Linked DNA regions of Mus musculus: region 1 is linked to region 2. The links are chromatin contacts, called in public Hi-C maps. All regions are on one chromosome and are shown on one strand. Each heading gives the region's core, a stretch centred on a gene start, on an enhancer-like site or on the middle of the called end of the contact. The rest is flanking DNA. Distances are from core to core; before and after follow the strand shown. Region 1 has its middle 6.4 kb from the start of Gm11267. Region 2 overlaps Nfib (nuclear factor I/B).

Evidence for each region. A called contact is a pair of places that touch in the nucleus more often than the background predicts.
Region 1: a Hi-C map of uterus shows a contact between it and region 2, with 4 times the contacts expected there. The contact joins two enhancer-like sites. A contact is called at or near these places in 7 of 484 Hi-C or Micro-C datasets (the N1E-115 cell line, colorectal tumor organoids, embryonic fibroblasts and 3 more) and 2 of 115 datasets of contacts at active chromatin or transcription factors (fibro-adipogenic progenitors and pancreatic cancer cells).

The regions. Positions count from the first base shown.
Region 1 is chr4:82,592,486-82,596,936 of GRCm38.p6, reverse strand. No RefSeq gene overlaps it. Among named protein-coding and RNA genes, the nearest start is that of Gm11267, 6.4 kb to the right of the region's middle. Within about 2 kb of position 2,471, at least 30 of the 459 cell types and tissues checked have an H3K27ac peak or open chromatin away from gene starts, as enhancers often do. A contact at or near this core is called in colorectal tumor organoids and uterus, where this site is marked.
Region 2 is chr4:82,445,585-82,449,722 of GRCm38.p6, reverse strand. All of the region lies in intron 2 of Nfib (nuclear factor I/B), which reads left to right. Among named protein-coding and RNA genes, the nearest start is that of Nfib, 58 kb to the left of the region's middle. Within about 2 kb of position 2,227, at least 115 of the 459 cell types and tissues checked have an H3K27ac peak or open chromatin away from gene starts, as enhancers often do. A contact at or near this core is called in colorectal tumor organoids and uterus, where this site is marked.

The DNA.
Region 1 (4,451 bases), core at 1,222-3,721, 150 kb before region 2:
GGGCAGATTCTGGTGTCACTGCAACCCCCAGTGTGCAAGTAAGCCCTGGCTGCTTACAGAACTCCTGGGCTCAGTTGTTTCTGTCTCCAGGCAGGGAGTACCTAGCTCTGGGCTGAAACTGGATTGCTGTAACTTCTAAGAATGGATTGCCATATCAACCAGGAAACTGGCCAACTAGCTGTGAGACATAGCCGTTGTTGAAATTGTAGATGATAACAAAACTATCCTAAAAAGCAAGATAATGAATATTCAAAACTCGCTTGATAGTTGTTTGAGTTTTCAGGTTATTTGCCTCTGTTGGCTGTAGTGACCCCACGGTTTCAGCAGCCTAAAGCCTAAAGCTGTCAAATGCAGCAGCATGTGCTGTGTTTCCGCACACATCTTCCTTGAACTTGAACCACACCGGCAAGTGTTGTGGGACAGACAGTAAGTAGTGTTCAAGCAGCTTGCCTTGGTGTCTGTGAACTCGTGCATGCTGTGTGTTTGTTGCAGACAGACACACTGAGGACTGCTGATCCCCTCCTAGAGTCTACCTCTGTTCTTCTCTCCAGGGCTCTTGAGAATTTTATTCTACTCTCTCTACTAATAAAATACCTACTTGTTTTATGTTGAACATGTGACCATCCAAATTAAAGGCTTCTTTTAAAAATGAGGTTTCTAAATTTCCTATTAATAAAATTAATAAATTATGACCAAGAAAAGTGAATGTAAGTAACTATGGAACAGCATCAAGGAGCCAATCTTCCAATTAGAGTTTGGGAACTTTGTTCCTTCTTTTATCTACCTTATCTATTATGGTCCTTGAAACTTGGATGTGATAGCTAGGCATGTAGCTGCCCACACTGAACTATGGAGAAGGAACTTATAGTCTATGAATAGTGAATGGAAATTTAAGCAGAGGGGAAAAAAATCAGTTATGCTTAACGCCGAAAAGGTAAAACTGGCTGAAACCGCTACAGTTTAGAAAGAGAAGGAAGATAACTGGATTCCGATTCTGAAGGTCTTTAGAGCTTGATATCGACTCCAAACGATCTTTTCATTCCAAACTCATGAGACTTTGATACAGTGGCTTACTATTTTGGATCTATGGAAAATTCCACCCCTCTTTTTGGCCAACTGAATCTTTAAAATGATTCAAGGGTTAATATGGTCGCCTCTTCCTTGAGCAACACTAAAACTATGTGGTCTACAAGAGCATCCCCAAAGTAAAGCTTCTACAGGTCCATGTTCTACAAGTTAATGTTTTCTTGTGCAGATATACTTACATCACGGGCTTTATGGAATGTTTGACATCCTAATGTCATCCCTGGGTATGAAGTTTTCTATACAGTCATCTGTTACTCCCATCTTAAAAGACACTAAACTCTTTTTTCTGTTTACATGTCTATATTGATTGTGATTAGTGTTGTTCTTGGGGAGGGAGACTAAGCACATACACATGTGTTTTCTTCCCAGTGTTTCTGTTGCTCATTAAGTTCTGAGTTCACACGTCTCTCATCACACATCAGTTGTATAATATTCTGAGTAATCAGTTAACAGGAGGCAACAATCTCATCTGGATTCTATTGTTGACTCAGATGGAGGTTGAAACTGTTGTCCTACTGTTATCTGTTTATAAAAAAGTGTGATACAGTTACATGTCAGATATTATACTAGGAGGAAAAAAATTAAATTTTACAACTAAAACATGAGGCAAAAGTTTTTGTTGCAATCCAGAAAATTTAATTCTAGTAAAACAGAAAATAAATACATTAAGAGGATACTTGAGAGTCCGTAGGTCCATCTTCTACCCAGATATATCAACCAAGAAATTTTAGAGGCTTAAAAGAATGTTTCTCATGCAAGATCATTTGGTGTTAGAGGGAAAAGATGTGAGGTCGTGCTTCACGAACACCTTGAGGAAGTCAGCTGGCACGGGCAAGGTGTTCTCACATGATTATCAGGACCTCCTCTAGCCTCAACATTCTGTAAGCACACAGGGCTAACGGGTAGATGAAGACGCTGGCTTACCTTAGTAATTCCTCAGACAGAGACATATATTCAGTGGCAAACAGAGAGGACAGGCACTGGCTTTTAAAGATGTTATGCCTCACTGATCTGAGAAACCCTTTTTGTTGGAATGAGGAGGCCCCGCCTTGTGGAAGAAACTCTTTTGTCTATTGTTCTACATGGCAGCCAGGGCCACCACGTAGAAGGTTTCTGGACCTTACCATTTTAGCCACTTCTAACTTGAAGAGGGGAACCAAAGGCCTTCCCTGGAGAATGTGTGGTCTTCAAAGCCCACCTCTTACTGATAATCTTGGGCTAAAGCTTATTGCTGTGGTGACCACGCTTATAGATTCCCTGGCTGTACAATTCTGCCACAAGCCTGATAGACTTCTAATCGATTTGCTTGCAGTCTGCTTCTTCCTGGTTAAAACTCTCCAGTATGAGTCATGTTTTCTTTCCGTCCTCACCCCTGCTCCATTTCCTCATTGCCTTGGGGGCCATCTAGCTTAGACTGAGAGGAGCTTCACTCCTGATATGATCTTATATGCAAAGCTGAGTCTCATTCAATCATATTCCTTACTATCTGGGTTTTAGAAGCAGTCAAATCTCCCAGCTTTTCAACACCTCTCGTTTCTGGTGTTCAGTTTTATTTTTGCTTGAAAAGAAGCCAGCTCTTGCCTCAGTTCATCTGCCCTTTTGTGAATTGCCACCAGCGTTCTGGTTTCTAACCCTTTCCCCTAGAGCTAAGGAACCAGCATGCACCTGGTCTATCTTCTTAAGTGTATCAAGGGGCAACATCATCAAAGGATTATGCCACTGCCTAACTTATCTTCATCTTCCCAGCCTCCAAAGTCCATTCCACCGCTGTTCCTGCCCTTGTCGCTGAACCATGCTATATACATTTTGAGTTTGTGATATGGCAATATTCCAGCTAGAGTTGGGGCAACTTTAGCTGCTACGAAGATAAACTCTGAAATCTCAACAGCATAATACCACAGGCTTATTTCTTAGTCCCTGAAATCTGATTAGTGAAGAGGCTCAGCTCCCTGCAGCCATCGAGGAACTAGGCTGATGAAAGCCATGCCATCCTCACCATGTGACTTCTAGCTTATACTGCAGTACCAGTCAGCTCATAGATGGAGGGGAAGAGATTATACGCTGGCTGCTGAGAGGTTTCCAAGGCTTAAACTTGGAAGTAGAATATGTTCCTTTGACCTATGACCTACTAAATAGCTTTCAGTAGAAGACAGAAGAATCAGTGTCCAAGAATAAAAGTATAGCTGGGTCCAAGAGGAAAAGAAAAATGATTGAGAAATGTTGAGTCTCATTTCTTAAATTTTCTGAATCTTCATCGTTGATAAAATACATTCTAAATTTTCCTGTGATAATTACAAATGGTTTTTATCTAAAGGGATTCATGATCTTGGTCCATCTATTTACAATGTTCGTCCTTAGGTGTTCCTTTTCTCTTAGGCTCACAGGCTGGAATAAGCCTCATGGAAACCTGTGGTTATCTCATTGCTTGGTAGAAATTTCCTTCTGAGACTGAATAGTGACATCTATTTGACAGAGAGATTTGCCTTTGTAATAAGACACTTTAGGTGACACTGAAATTACATGACAGTTTTAAAAGACAGCCAGCTATTACAAGGCAAAATGTTGAATCCTTTCCTCTCTGGAGGACAGGTCCTTTTATTGGTTTCATACTAATAAGAAAAAGTGTGATATGCAGAAAGCTGCCTACAATTTTGTTCTTATGTAGATGAGGTTAAAGAGTATGTGTCCAAGGCAATCTTTAGAAGGAGGGTGGGATGGGAAAGGGGAGGAGAGGGAAGAGAAGAGGGCAGAGCTATGGAGGAGGAAAAGAGGGAGGAGGAAGGGGAGAGAGAAGGGGATTTCTCTTTCTGGTCCAACTTAGATTTAGGTTAATTCTTTGAATTCTAAATGAGCCTACAATTTACAAAGTAGGGATGTTAGGCCTTCTCTCTCTCTCTCTCTCTCTCTCTCTCTCTCTCTCTCTCACACACACACACACACACACACACACACACACACAGTGCCCTACATCTTCCATCACTGGGAGCACTGCCACCTGGCAGGGGTAACGTTCACTGCCTGAAGAGGCTGGCTGGAAACCATCGCCTAGTTCTTAAAGAAACAAGGCTGTATTTTTAACAGAGCTTATCTCCCCTGCCCGAGAAGAGGGGCACCCTGTCTGCATTATATCATGGCCACAGATGCTGGGATCCCCAGAATGTACATCTGGGTGATTCCACACCTCCATTAAAAAGAGGACCTCAGACACGTGTATAAGAAAAAGACAAAGGGAATAATTCTGCTCAATGTAGAAATGGTCAGTCGATATACACCTCCTAAACAGTGCTAAGTAAGACAGAAGCTGTTACTTACAATGCTCCTGTCCAGACTGGGCTCCAGAGTCTTTCTGGCCTTAGCAATGTCTT
Region 2 (4,138 bases), core at 978-3,477:
TTTGCATTGGTGGAGGGGCTTTTGAGTGCCTGCAGAGAGGCAGTGCACGGGAGAACTGTAAAGTAAATTAGTCTCATCAGTTCATGTCAACTCAGCAAAGGATCATGAAGTGCAACCCCTCTCAGAGGCATGCTGGATGAACTCAGTGAGTCATGCAGGGCCGCAGCAGCTTGGCCTTGAAGAAGAGGGCAAATATTAAGGTTTGAGGTACTGTGGAGGGCACTGTGGGGGCTTATGCCTGGTTTGGGGTAGAAGAGATGTCTTAAACTGACCTTAAGAGATGTGTCATTTATGAGAGCTATATTAGCCAAAGGAAATAGCATGAGCAAATGTCAAAGGGCAAGGACGTCCATGCTACCCAGTGTGGCTGGAAGAAAGCACAGATATGGAGGCCAACACTTAGTGGGAGAATTTAGAGACATAAACTAGTGTTACCTTGTAGAGGGGCCTTGCATGCTGCTGGGAGAAATCTGTATTCCTTCATGAATTCAGCGAGGCACTGAGGGCACTTCCCACTCTCCCACTAGTTCTTAGATTATCTCTCAACTTGGCTTGTGCGTTATTCCTCACTGTCAGAGGATCAACATTTCCCATGAAAAGCTGTCTCCTCTGCAGTAGAGCTTCTTACCCTACTCAGAAATGAACCTCAACCGTTTCCCTCTGCATGTTTCCAGCATTTCTTGAAACAATCACTTTGAGGACTGTCAAATTATCCAGCTATTATCTAATTGGTGACAGTGGTTTAGTCCCTTTGCACCAAAGGACTGGCATCCTGCAAGCTTCTTTCTTTCAGACATTTGGTAGAGCATCACAGATGTTATGCTAGAGGTAAGATACAGTGTATCTACAATGGAAAGAAAAGGCCGGGACAAAAGATAAGTTGAATAGTCAAAGATGAGTTATCACCATCAGGAAGAGCAAACTATAGCACCTGATTAGACTGAATAACGGTGATGACATTGACTTTGTAGTTGTAGTGAATCTGTTTAAACTTTTTCATAAGTGTAATGAATGAAAATTATGAAGCATTGATTAAAAAAAAATACAGCTTTCTCTTGGTGTGCTTTTCTGGAAACTCACCTTACCTTCCTGCCTGCTTTGTGCTCTGGTGGGTTCTCTCTTCCTTCCAGAACTACCCCTCCCCCTCCCCCTCCCCCTCCCCCTCCCCCTCCCTCCCTCCCTCCCTCCCTCCCTCCCTCCCTCCCTCCCTCCCTCCTTCTCTGGGCTTTTCTTACTTTGCAAATTTCTTGACAGGTTTACTTCTTATACCAGTTTACCTGAATTTATCGAAGGCAAGAGTCACTCATAAGTGCAACCCCTTTTAGCAAGCAGGTAAAAAGGCAGAGCCTTTGTGGTAGAAGGAGAGAACTGACTCCCCCAAATTGTCTCCTGATGTCCACGTGTACTTCTCCACACTGCACAGAATAAACAACAAACAAACAAACAAACAAAACCCATGTAACTAAAAATTAGAAAAGAAAATCAGAAATACTTGAGAGCAATGTTGAAAAGTCTTTTAGATTACTGAGCCATGGACTCAGGATGTGGGCAGTGGGGAGCTCCTACTACGCCTGCCTCTTGCAGTCCTGGGAGATTTTTTTATGCTTCTCCTAGGAGAAGAAAGATTACAAAGTAGGTCGTATTTTTAATTCTCTGTATTGTGCGTTAGGGAGTGAAATAGTTTCTCTCACTAAGCGATAAGGATTACTAGTTTTCAAAACCACAGTTTTAAAAACAGAGTGTATGCACCCTTGTAAATCATGTAGCAACTGACAAAACATACTGATAAGTGCAAAAATGAACTGGTATCTTAACTACCATGCAAGGAATGTGGGCATATGCTGATGAAGGTGTCTGAATCCCACCGAATTCATGGAGCTTCCTATTAATTCTCTAGTAATGCAACAGAAACAAAAATCCAGGCCTGCTTCTATTTATTTTCCTACCCAGCTGGGTATTTGCAAAGGTTGGACCTCTCAAGCTCTACCCTGCCCAGTGAGCTCCTGTACTCCCTTGTCTTCTGGGCAGATTTTGTGTGCTGGCTGCATGGGCAGGACATGGGTCTCTGGAACAGACACATAGGGATTAGCTGAGCTCCCCTGGAGTCCCTGGGCCCTTGGGTCGTGGAAAGAGTGGTGCCCTGGTGTGTCTGTGACCTCTACTAGTGAAGTGCTGCACAGCTCACTGATAGCACTCCCAGCAGCCTGACTGACTGGTTATTCTGGTCAGGAGAAAATAGCACCGACATCACGTGATCCTGGCAAAGTAGACCACATTGGAACTTAGCCTTTGAATACCCAAGGGGCTGGCAGCAATCTCAGGGGTTGGCTGGGAGCCCCATTGAGTTCACTAGTAATCAGTTGACTGCAGAGCTGGACAAGCTGCTCCCGTTTTTTTTTTTTTCTGACAAGCTCCGTCTAAAAGAATGATGGGCAGTTTGCCATTAGGATTTTTTAGCAGAGTTGCTAATGATTAACTCTTTAGCTACGACACATACATCATGCCTCTCCTTATGTGTTGGCATGCAGTTAGATAAAACTTTGGAGGCAAGATTCTAATTCCTCCTGCAACCACTGTACCAGGAATTCCTCTCTTACACAACATACACCCAACGGCGAGGAAAAACACCCCATAGAGCCCTTTATATGCAGATTTCAAAGGAATGCCAGTAGACTGGTTTTCCTTGAAGTTTCTAATTTGTTGCTTTTAAACAAAATGCTATAATCTTTAATCACCTTAAATGTCATGCGCTACACCTCAGGCATACCTAGGGAATAGATATCACCTGCAAGAAAACTTTGGAAAGCTTTGGCATTTAATATTTGTTCATGATTTTATAAACACATTCATATTCTCTCGTCCAAATCCTGTGATAAGTATTATATCTCAGCAAAGAAGTATTTGTAGTCAGTTACCATAAGTCCAGAGAAGCAGATTCTTCTTGATCAGGCAGAATTCCCCACGGATTGATAGGCTTTTTACTAGAAAAGAGGTGATTTTGTAGTAACCTTTATCCTGTTCTCTACGTGCATCAAATAAAGTCCTGTTCCTGGGGTTGCACGTCTTACGTGGTGTAATTCAGCAAACGTGGCATGTTCACTCTTGTTTTTTGTAGGAAGTTTTTTCTAAGACATATATTCTCTTTTCAACAGAAGCTCTTACAGGTGACTGGTACCACTCCCCTGGGAGCAGGTTGACTACAGCAGGCGTGATGTCTTGTCAGTGGATTTCAGAGTTAGTTTACCAGAACATTGCAAAGCCAAATAGAGCCTAAATAATGCCGGGCACTAACACAAACACCTGCATAGTTTTTTCTCTGAGCTAACATCATTTTTGAAGCATATAACAATCCACTGAAGTTTCCTGGAAAAATGCTGCCTTTGGCTTATTCTAACTTCCTTTATTTCCCTCTGTGTATTTCAGGTGCTGTTTAGACATTGAAAGGTATCAGTTTTGTTTTGTTTTGGTTTTGCTGGCATTGGGTTATTTGTTAATTCTAGGTGTCAGAGATTGAAGCTAAGCAGGGAGAACTGAGAAAGGCGTCTCCCTTGGATGTGATTTAATGTCCAGCTTACCCTTGGGCACTGAGTACTGTAAAGCCAGCGCTTTCTCTGCTGCCATTGCCAGTGCTTCTTTGGCTCTCAATTTATGCTATCCCTATTGTTACCTTCCCTCTCACTCACTCTTCTTACTGGGGGTCAAGCTTCATGGTTGTAAACTATCAGCTGAGTAACCTGGGAGGTTACATGTTCTCTTTCCCCGTAGTTCCAGTCAAGTTGTCTAGGGTACCTGTCATTGGTTACTTCTGAACCAATCTCTAAATGATGGGTCCTTCATTGGTAGCACCTGGTCTCCTGTTCTGAGAGTAGAAGACGAACCCAGGACATGCAAACTAGGTGCTTGGAGTGAGTCAACAAATACATCTCCCCAGAGGGAAATTCTTACTTTTGATTACAAGAAAGTAGTGGACTTTATCCAAACAACACCTTAACAGGCAAACCAACTAACCAGATCCACTATAGATGAAAAGGATTACAGTTTATCAAGATGCTACTTTTTACTTTAGCAGGAGTGAAATTGGTAATGAGATGACATTCAGGCTCACAGAGTACCTTAGACAGTATGACATGCCATGGGA